Regions from separate parts of the Pan troglodytes genome. Here region 2 is linked to region 1. A link is a contact called in public HiChIP or PLAC-seq data. All regions are on one chromosome and are shown on one strand. Each heading gives the region's core, a stretch centred on a gene start, on an enhancer-like site or on the middle of the called end of the contact. The rest is flanking DNA. Distances are from core to core; before and after follow the strand shown.

Region 1 (5,598 bases), core at 1,527-4,026:
TTTAGCTATATTTATTACCTAAAATTAATATTGAGATTTAAGCATGAATTTTACTTATGTCACTTTCATGATATCACAGATGTGACATAATAAAAACATAATTAGGTCAGAAGAAATGACACAGCATTCCAGATGACCACAAAAATGAGTAAGAATGTTTAAAACCAAGCATCATGTTTACAGCCAACTTGTTTTCAACAAAGGTGCCAAGAACGTACATAGTGAAAAGACAGTCTCTTCAAAAAACAGTGCTGGGAAATCTAGACCACTCTCTCTCACCATATGCAAAAATCAAATCAAAATGGACTGAAAAATTTAATACCCAAAAGTATGAAACTACTTGAAGAAAACATTGTGGAAATGCTTCAAGACACTGGTCTGGGCAAAGATTTTTGTGGTAAGACCTCAAAAGCACAGGCAACAAAAGCAAAAACAGACAAATGGGATTACATCAAGCTAAAAAACTTCTGCACAGCAAAGGAAACAAGAGTGAAGAGATAACCTAGAGAATGGGAGAAAATAGCTGCAAAACCATTCATCTGACGGGATTCACAACCAGAATACAGAAGAAACTCAACTCAATAGCAAAAAAAAGAAGCAATCCTACTACAAATGGGCAAAAGATCTGAATAGACATTTCTTAAAAGACACACAAATGGCCAACAGGTATATATGTAAAAAATGCTCAATATCAGTAATATCAGGGAAATGCAAGTCAAAACCACAATGAGATACCATCTCATCTCGGTTAAAACGGCTTTTATCGAAAAGATTTTTAAAAAATGGATGCTGAGGCCGTCACGGTGGCTCACACCTGTAATCCCAGCACTTTGGGAGGCGGAGGTGGGCAGATCACTTGAGGTCAGGAGTTCTAGACCAGCCTGGCCAACATAGTGAAACCCCGTCTCTACCAAAAACACAAAAATCAGCCGGGCATGGTGATGTGCGCCTGTAATCCCAGCTACTCGGGAGGCTGAGGCATGAGAATCGCTTGAACCCGGGAGGTGGAGGTTGCAGTGAGCTGAGATCAAGCCACTGCACTCTGGCCTGGGCGACAGAGCAAGGCTCCGTCACAAAAAAAAAAAAAAAAAAAAAAAAAAAAAAAAAAGATGCTGATGAGGATGCAGGATGCAGAAGAGGGGGAACACCTGTACACTGTTAGGGAGAATGTAAATTAGCACAGCCACTAATTTACATACTGGGAAAAGTATGATGGAGGTTCTTCAAAAAAACAAAAAATAGAACTAGTGCTATTGAGATGAGTTTCTTCTATATTCTGGTTGTTAATCCCCTGTCCGATGAATAGTTTTGCAAATCTGGGTACAGATCCAAAAGAAGGGAAATCAGTATATCTAAGAAATATCTGCAGTCTCAAGTTTATTCACAATAGTCAAGATATGGAATCAACCTAAGCGTCCACCAACAGATGAATAAAGATAATGTAGCATATATACATAATGGAATATTAGTCATTAAAAAGAATGAAATCCTGTCATTTGCAACAACATGGATGAAACCGGATGTCATTATGTTAACTGAAATAAGCCAGGCACATGAAGACAATATCATGTTGTTACTCATGTGGGAGCTAAAAATGTGTACCTGATGGAGGTAAAGAGTGGATTGGTGGTTACCACAGACTGGGAAGGGTAGCAGGAAGAGGAGCGGGATGAAGAAGAGAAATTGGTTAATGGGTACAAAAAACCCCAGAAGAAATAAAATCTAGTGCCTGATAGTACAGTGGAGTGGACACAGGTAACAATAACTTATTGTGTAGTTCAAAATAGCTAAAAGAAAAATTGCAATGTTCCCAACATAAAGATAAATGTTCGAGATGACAAATATCCCAATTGCCCTGATTTAGTCGTTACACATTGTATGCATGTATCAAAGTATCACCTGCATCTGCAAATATGTGCAACTTCTATGTATCAGTTTAACAAATTGGGGGAAAAAAACCCCAAACCAAACTCAAAGTGGAATAATGAAAACACTCCATAGGGAAGAGAGCTGTCCCTCAGAATCTTCAAGAAGAAAACTTCGGGAGGTGGTCGACTGACATGGAGATGGACACGCGATAAATAACCACACGAACATTTCGACCCGGCTTTCCAGTCACACCTCCGAAGCAAGCTATGTCTCTGCGTCATTTCAGCTCCTCAGGGTACGAGCGAGCAGGCCGCCAGGGCCGCCGGGATAAAGCCCAAGCGGGATAAGCTCTAAGCCCCGACCCGCCCGCTTGACCCTCTACTACGGGGCCCGAGTGGACGCACAGAGGCGAGAAGGGACTTCTCCAGCCGAGTTCACCCCCTCCGTCATTAGCGCGGCCTGTTACTCAACCTCTGGATCAGGTTTCCGAAGCGCCGCTGAAGACAAACCTGCGGACCCCACGCCCCTCCCCAGCACGGCCCTGGGGCGCGAGCTGGAGCAGCTCTTCGAGCTGCTTCTCCCACCCGGGCTCGCCCAGTCTGGAGGAGGAACAGCGCCCGCCCACCCCAAGGAGTTCCCATTTTGCTTGGGACTGAGGACACAAGGCAATAGACCCACGCGTTGGGTAGTGAAGCACAGGGCTAATGCGAAGTGAGCCCATGTCAGGGGTGGGAGTGCCAGTTCCACCCCTCCACGGCGGCCGAGGGACAAACACAAAGAAAGGAAGGGCCGGAGTTCCAGCCATCACACTCACCAGCACAGCCAAACGCGATTCTGTTTGCGGAAACGGCGGCCCGCGCCACGCGTGTCTGCTTACGTCACTTCCGGAGATGCGAGAGTCACGTGGCGACGGTCAGGCGAGAGTGCCGCGACGCACGTCCTCCGCGCCGGAACTACGAGTCCCGACGTGCCGCGCGGGGCATGCAGAAGCTTCACTGAGCGGGCACTGGAGGTCGCGAGCACGTTGCTAGTGGGCGCGGCTGGCGGGGCCGGGGGCGGTAGGGGGCTAGCGTCCGGCTGAGCCCGGCGGGTTCCTGCACGCGGACCCACGCTCTGTCGGGCTGCTCTGCTGAGTGACACCGCCGTGGCATCCGAGGAGCTGTGGTCCAGCCTGCGCGGCGGGAAGCGGCGGCGGCGGCTCCAGCGTCCTAAGAGGTAGCATGGGCCCCAGGCCTCTGTGGGGCAGCGGGAGGGGTCTAGAGGGCACCTTCAACCCTGGGCGTGTGTCCGGGAGCTGACTCGCGGCGCGAACCCGGCAACTGCTCCGCGTGCGCCGCTCTTCGGGCTGTGGCAGTGTACGACTGCCAGACGGGTCGTCCACACTCGCCGACCCCACAGACCCCGGCGGCCGAGAGAGGTCCCCCCGCCCTTCCGGGTCGAGCCAGTGTCCTGGCAAATCTTGGTTTGGGACTGTTTTTCAGCCTCCTTTGCTGTAACCCTTCACCGTGTTCTCTTCCCTTCTTCCGAAGCCAGTTGAAGAGGGGCCCGGAAGCGCCCGCGTTCGGAATGGTTTTTTAAATTAGCAATTTCTTATTAGGGACTGGCAGACTGGTCCTTACCGCCGTGTTTGGGAAGCCACAAGAGGCCATTCTTACCTGTTAGATTCTGAGAAAAGGGACAGCCTATACCTCTTATTGACAAATACCTAAGGATGCATTAGTCTGCGTTGGCTGAACTTGGCATGGTGTGGTTTGGGGGAGACAACACACTTTTTTTGGCCATCACCCCAGATTTCTACTGGGGAGTGAAAGCGCCTACTGTACTGAAACTCGAAAGCTCCATAGTTGAGGACTTTCAACCTGAGATCAGGGTCAAAACTACCTGTGGATAGATTATTGAAGCGTGTGCATATTAGCGTCGTGCGTCAAGTCCCCACCTTCCAAGGTTGTAAAACTGATCAGATTTACAATCCGTCTTGACTTACTCTTTACCAAAATTGATCCATTTAAAACAGCTTTGAAAATGTGCTTTACCAGCCTGCCTTCTTGTCAGTAGGCACAGGTATGTTAATGAATAGACCTGGCTTTGGAGAAGGCAGCATTTGCAGCGTCGTGCTTTCCAATCTAATCACTTCTAAATTGTGGGCATTAGCCCGTTTGAGGTTACAAACTTTGAACCAAGAATGAGGCCTATTTTTCACAAATAAGGATGACCCATCAATTTCTGATGACTGCTTGTATTTGTTATTATATGAAATGAGGTAAGTTGAGAATTAATCTCATTTCATGAATATTGACAACTGCAAAAGTGTAGGTCTTACAGATCGAATGCGTTATAGGCATATACAAGCATTAGAACCAGGCAATTACAGTCCCTGTTCCTGATGCTTAAGTTTCTTGAGATAATTGCTGTTGTAATTTTACAGAAAATGAGTGTAATTTTGACTTTTAAAAACATGTTTTAATGTTTTTAAACACCGGGTGCAGTGGCTCACTCCTGTAATCCCAGCACGTTGGGAGGCCGAGGCGGTTGGATCACGAGGTCAGGAGTTTGAGACCAGCCTGGCCAACATGGTGAAACCCCGTCTCTACTAAAAATACAAAAATTAGCCAGGCGTGGTGGCGCGTGCCTGTAATCCCAGCTACTCAGGAGGCTGAGGCAGGAGAATCGCTTAAACCCTGGAGGCGGAGGTTGCAATGAGCCGAGATTGCGCCGTTGCACTCTAGCCTGGGCGACAGAGCAAGACTGTCTCAAAAAAAACTAAACAAAACAAAAAAGTTATTAGATTAAAAGCCTCTTAACTATGTGTTTATGAAAACTCCACGATGATGGGATATATAGAGATTACATTTTTCAGTTTTTATAAAACTTAACTAGAAGTCGTGTAAATTCATTTGAGAATTGAGGGGAAGGATTCTTGAAAGCAGTTAATGTAAGTAAATGAGCCAGATAAAAATGATTTTAAAGTTACCATTGGTGTTATTTTTCCCTCATTATTGCCTGAGTAATCTCTGGTTTTCTGGACATTAAAATAATAATAGCTAATACTCGAGTACCTTTTAGGTGCCAAGGTTAGTGCTTTATTCATTTGCACTCGTTTAATTCTAACCGAACCCAGTGGTATAGTTATGAGTGTTTGTTTTACAGATGAGGGTTAAGTAACTTGGCCAAGATCATGCAGCTTGTTAAGTAGTGGGATCAAGATTTGGACCCAGGCAGTCTGGCTGATTGACCAGACTCTGCTAATAATGAAACAGTGCTGGCTAGAAGATCATACTCAGAACTGGACGTTGCCTAGCAAATAGTAGATTTTCAGAAAGTGTTTTGATACTTCTTAATGCCTGGGTTATGATGTCCCAAGAGAAAATAGTTAGATAAGGATGTTATCTTGCTGGAATGTGAGCTCCACCAAGACGAGGAAAGGACCTGCAGGATTTATTTCAACCCATTTGTAAGAAAGTGAGAGCACTTCTCTCAGAGGTGTAATTTTAAAGTGTAATTTCTGTTGTAGAGTTGAAGATCATATTTTTGAAACATAGAGATTGTTTTAAAAATGTAGAAACAATGTTATAGTTTCCTAAGATAGTGTTCTGTGAAGAGAGGTGGTTCATGGAAGCTTTGTTGCTCCAAATAGTTTTGGATGAAGGACTTTTCCTCTGTTCCACTCAGGAAAGTGTTCCTACTGAAATTTCATTGTCTTTCTGGAACAAATAAAATATTATTGTTTAA
Region 2 (5,598 bases), core at 1,319-3,818, 510 kb after region 1:
GCACAAAATCCCTTAATAAGCAGCTGGCACTGGCTGCGTTCCACTGCAGGATTGTGGTCTTGCAAACCAAGCCCATGAGAGGATTCAAGAGACAGCCCTAAAAACCTGCCGGGAAGAGTCTTCTCCAATGTAAATACAAACCTACACGAACCAGGACCATGGCCAACAATGGCAAGCCCTTCCAAGGGTAACAGCAGAATGTTAAGAAATTAGAGAGGTCTTTTAAAACAAGGGAAGAAGGTAGCTACAATTCCATTACAGCAAATCCCTTACTGGCATTTACATTCCCAGCCCTAATTCCTAACACTGTGTTCAATGTCAATAGCAAAATGAAGCTCTTAAAAAGAATTAAGCTTTCAAAGATCATAAGGAAGTTAGCCCCCTGTTTTAAAAAGCACTGCTTAGAAAGGTCCATCAAATAACATTTCAAGGGTTGATGGGATACCAAATATAATTCAACAAATATACATGGGTAATATTCAGACATCCTCATTTGTCTATGTAATGACTCAGATTTGACACTCTGATCCTTGACTGAACACAAAGACTATATTCCAGAAGAATTGTGCAGAGTACAAAGGGAGAGTTACAGATGACAACACACTCGAGTTAAAGACTAGAAAAGACAATACTCATATACAGAATGCAGACATGACTTGATGCAATGGCAGTCTCCCTGTGCAGACTTTGCAGAACCTTCTCTGTCATTCAATACTCAGTCCTGAAGCTCCAGGGGAGATACAGAGAGGAGGATGCCATTCTTGGCTAGCCAAACCGGCAGAAAGGGCCGTTTTTAAAGGGAAGCTTCCCAGCACTAGCCCTTCGAGAAGGTACCAACCTCCTTACCAGCCACAGGACCCTATTTTTGAGAGTCAATGCTGCTCACCATCTCTATCCACCTCTACTGCAAATAACTTACTAATACTAGCGCTCAGAACCCACATTCTGTGCAGCTACTCTTACCTCACATCCTACAATGCCTAACACATAGTAGGCCCTCAATAAATATGTATTGCAATGGTAATTAACATTTAGAAAGCAGCGCTGGTCCGGGATTGAGAAGATGCCAAAATAATTAGAAAAGAGAAAAAGAGAAGGGAATAGACCAAGACACAGAGGAAAAGAAAAGAAGCAAATCAAAATTATCTAATTCTAGCTAATTAAAAAATTTTGGGGGAAAAACAAAAATCATGCTAGTTCATGCGGCTATGGGCACACAGCAATCATTCCTGTGCCTGGGCAGAGCTAAGGAGCCCTGCTCGCTTTAAAGAGCTTCTAGCTGCCCTGACTGGCGACGAGGTGTCCCTCCAGGTAGGTGACCCAAGAACGCTGTGCTCTCGGATGCGCCTTCCCCCAGTGCCGCCCACCCACCATGTGTCCCTGTCGTCCTGAAAACCTCTGCCTCATCGGGAAACCTTCTCCTTTTCCAATTAAAAAAAAAAAAAAAGTTTAAAAACAAGCAAATGCCCTCTCCGCCACGATAGCGATTTAACCTAAACCGAACCCACTGTCTTCCACCGGTGTACTCACAGGGCGCGCCCCCAGGCCCACCCGGGGCGGCGCACCGGGCAGGGGTCCCGAGGAAGCTTCCTAAAGGCTGTGCAGGGCAGACCCCTTCACAAAGGCAAGTGCCGGGCCGGGCTGGGTGCTCGTCGCTTCCTGTTTATTCCACGGTGAGGGGCAGAGAGAAATTCAACACACGCCTGCTTCCTCCGGGGCTCGGAGACCCAGCCTAAGTGCAACAGCAGCCGCCCCAGACAATCGACTTCCCAGCCAATGCCGGGAGCTCCGGGCGGTCCCGCGACCGACGTCAACGCGCGCGGGGGGACCCGGGGGGACGCCGGGTGAAGCGGGCCCGAGGGGCCGGGTCCGGGGAGCGCACGGTGCAGGATGCGGGACTGAGGGGCTGCGGGGCTTGGCCCGCCCCCTCCTTCCCGCAAACTCCCCGGTCAGGTCCTGCAGGATCTTCCCGCTTCCCGCTGACCTCCAGTCTCTGCCCGCCACGGCTCGCCGAGGCCTAGGGGCGCGGAGACAGTTGGGGCTACCATCCGCGCGCCCATCCTGGCCTCCGGGCGGTGCAGTATTCAGTCTTGCAACCGCGGGACACCCTGCGCCCCAGGGCACCAGGAAACAGAAAACGGGGTGGGGGTCGGCGAAGTCCCTCCACCGGCGTAACCCCGCCCGCGGGCCAGCGCCGGACCCCCGCCGTACCCACCGGCAAGCCCACCCGGACCAAGCCTCACAGACCTCGCGCGCTCGGCGCCCAGCTGCTCCCTCCGGCCCCAGCCGACGGCGCAGGCTCGCGGACGTCCAGTTCCCAAAGCGTCCGGTTCCCGAGTCCCCCGCCCCCCTCCGCCACCCCTCCGCCACCCCTCCCTCCGGAGCGCAGCGGTTAACTTGGGCCAGAAGCCGCGACCACTGCGGCCACCTCGGGTCCGCACTCACCTGGGCCGCCCCCCCGGAGCGGAGGCGGGGACTGCCCGCAGTGCGGCTCCGCGGCCACCGGCCCTGCTGGCCAGGGGGAGGGGCGCTGCGCGGGGCGCGGCAGGGGGCGCGCGGCGGGCCGGCGGGGAGCGCGGCGCGCCGGGGTTCTTTAAGAGCTGAGGACCTCACCCCCGGGCCTCCCCCGCGCTCCCCGCCCCGCTTCCACTTTCCCAGGCACCCGCAGCCTGTCTGGCTGCAGCGGCGGCAGCGGCTCCGTGGCTTGCAGGGGATCCCCGGCCGGCCGCGGCGGCGCGCGGAGCGGGCAGGGCCAACGCACTCGCCTGCTAATCCCGCCGGGCCCGGTCCGCAGCCTCAGCGCGGGGAGAGAGGGGACGCGGCGCTGCGGCCGCCGGGGAGGTGTCCCGCCTCCAGTCGCCGGAGGGGGGGAGTGTCCCGCCTCCCGCCGCCGCCGCCGCCGCCGCCGTCTGTCTCCAGCCGTGACTGCGCGCCGCGGCTGTGTCTGTCTCCAACTCCTCCAGTCTCTCCTCCTCCTTCCCACTCCGCGGTGGGGACCCGGCGCGCGGCCAGGCCGCGGGGACCGGGGCCGCCGTGGCGGGGCTCAGGGGTCCCCGGCTCACAGGCTGCGCCGACCCCTGCGGGGGGCGGGCCCGGAGGCCGGGGGTGGGCAGTGGGGGAGGCGCGCGGGCGCCGAGGCCGCGGGACCCGGGGCCGCACTCCCGCCCAGGGCTCGGGCCCGCGTGGCGCGCGCCCACCGCCGGCCGCACGGGGAACTCCAAGCCGAGCGCAGAGTACGCGGCAGGGGCGCCCGGAGGAGCCGGGTCGCCGCCCGCAGGCGGGGGGCGGTTTCGGGACGCTGGGGGCGCGTTCCAGCACAGAGTACCTCGCGGGCTGCGTGTGCACCACGGGCCGCGGGACCTCGGGCAGCCGCCTAGAGACGTGCAGTCGGGCGGCAGGACACTTAGTAGGACGGATCAGTGCTCGGGGAGCCTTGAGGAGCTTGAGGCGCCTCCGGACCCCACCTGGTCGCCCCCTTAGTATCCTGCCCTCTTTAAAGGAAATGGCTCTTGCCTAGAAGGTCAGATGGATTCTTCGCGCTGTGACCCTTTCTCCTTGAAGGACCTACACCTCCTGTGAAGACCATTTCGGACTTCACCTCCACCTGAGTGCAGACAATATGCCATTTTGTTCAGAAGTACACGCGATGCCTCCAGCCACCCCTACCATGTTTGATGGGGGATTGGTTACTGCCAGAGCATATGGGCATTTTAACCTAATTTTATTGCAGTCACCAAAATTAGTTCGCCTCTGCCAAAATTAACCCCCCTGCAGACATATCAAAATACTACACTAAGCAGGGGTTTCAGGCTGGGTTTAAGATAGATGCAGCTGATTAAAGGAGTGAACATTTTCAACTGTCCCCACACACCCCCCAAAAAGTTGTCCAGTTCATATTTCCATAATGTCAGAGAAATGAATCTTTTGAAACCTACGTTTTGTCTAATTTGTCAGTGACTTTTTAGTTAGTGAAATGTTGGCTGAATTCAGTTTCCCTTAAGCCCTCAGCTCTCAGCTATGGTGGTAATTGCCGCTAGCCTTTGATCAGTGCTCATATGTGATGTAATAATAACTACCATTCATGGAGCGCTTCTGTGCTAAGCGCTTTACATGGATTGTCTGATTGAATCCTCACAATAACTGGGAGCTATTACTTCTCCATTTTACACATGACGAAGTTGAGGCTAGAAGGATTTAGTAATTTGTCCTCAGACCACAAAGAGATGGTTTTACATCCCTAACTAGCTGCATAGAAAGCTGGGAGCTGAACCAGCATGCCATACTGCCACCTACCTACAGCAGCGCTGACAGTTCTTCAGCTCAGCCGGCAAACCAGCCAGCATCTGCCCTGTGCCCGGCAATGAGCCCGCTCCAGCTGGGAATGCCCAGGTCCTGGTCTAATTGAGAAGCTTGTAGCAGGGGAACTTTGAACCTGGCTGCCTGGGTAAACTTCTTTAAATGAGCAATAAGCTGATAAGTGCTTCACACAGGTTATCCTAATCTGACAAGCATATACTTAGTTTATATTTAATGTCCACAAATGCAAAACTCACATGCTTTGGGGTTGGAGAAACTGTGCTCTTGCCCTCTTTAGGTAGAAAAAGAAATGACTTTTTCCATCTAAACGCCCCATGGACAATGAAGAAGAAAAGTTTTCCCAAAACCACAAAGCAATGCCTTCTATTTCACTTGCACATAATTTCTCTGTGTCTAACTTAACCCCCTTAAATTGAGGGCTGAATTTTAAAATCATAATCTCAATTTCTACCATTTGTGATGAATCTCAATCTCGTGTTGCCCTTTCTTGTTGTCTTATTTATAACTAGAAACTGCTGCGGCTCTGTATTTCTATTTCTAGAAAATATGGGAGGAACCTGTCTCTGTGTTTTCTTTTTTTTTGTTTTTTTGTTTTGTTTTGTTTTTTGAGGCGGAGTCTCGCTCTGTCGCCCAGGCTGGAGTGCAATGGCGTGATCTCGGCTCACTGCAAACCCTGCCTCCCAGGTTCATGCCATTCTCCTGCCTCAGCCTCCCGAGTAGCTGGGACTACAGGTGCCCGCCACCACGCCCAACTAATTTTTTGTATTTTTAATAGAGACGGGGTTTCACCGTGTCAGCCAGGATGGTCTCGATCTCCTGACCTCGTGATCCGCCCGCCTCGTCCTCCCAAAGTGCTGGGATTACAGGCGTGAGCCACCGCGCCCGGCCTGTCCCTGTGTTTCCTACTCAGTCCTCCCTGTATTTGTTTTCCACTTCAGCTATTCCCTCCCACACCCTTCCAGACACACACACTCTCCCTATAGCAATGCTAAGAGTTCGAGGTACTTAGATGTATGTTTGCTCTCTGTAAAATGCAACACGATTCTACATCGGCTTCATCCTGACCATTCGCTCATTCCAAGGGCCCAGACTGAAGCGCAGCAGAGCGGAGACTTTGTTTTGCTCCGTTGGTGGAGAACTTGGACCCCAGTACACAGAATAGTGCCTGACACAAGGGGCTCAAAGGGTTTTTTGGAATGAATGGTACCTTAGTATTGGGATAGATGAGTAAACAATATTGAGATAAATATTACTAAAATTGGGTGGAAATCAACTGAAATT

Evidence for each region. HiChIP or PLAC-seq counts read pairs in DNA pulled down with a chosen protein or histone mark.
Region 2: a contact with region 1 is called in an H3K4me3 HiChIP or PLAC-seq map of stem cell-derived excitatory neurons, with 7 times the contacts expected there. The contact joins the promoter of LDLRAD4 here to the promoter of RNMT in region 1. A contact is called at or near these places in 1 of 7 Hi-C or Micro-C datasets (stem cell-derived neural progenitor cells) and 1 of 1 datasets of contacts at active chromatin or transcription factors (stem cell-derived excitatory neurons).

Annotation. Positions count from the first base shown.
Region 1 is chr17:17,177,611-17,183,208 of NHGRI_mPanTro3-v2.0_pri, forward strand. RNMT (RNA guanine-7 methyltransferase) reads right to left here and starts at 2,777. Exons shown (of 11, transcript XM_001171256.5): 1 at 2,684-2,777. It overlaps FAM210A (family with sequence similarity 210 member A), which reads left to right and starts at 2,875. Exons shown (of 4, transcript NM_001280234.1): 1 at 2,875-3,084.
Region 2 is chr17:17,685,986-17,691,583 of NHGRI_mPanTro3-v2.0_pri, forward strand. LDLRAD4 (low density lipoprotein receptor class A domain containing 4) reads right to left here and starts at 2,569. Exons shown (of 8, transcript XM_054672297.1): 1 at 2,446-2,569.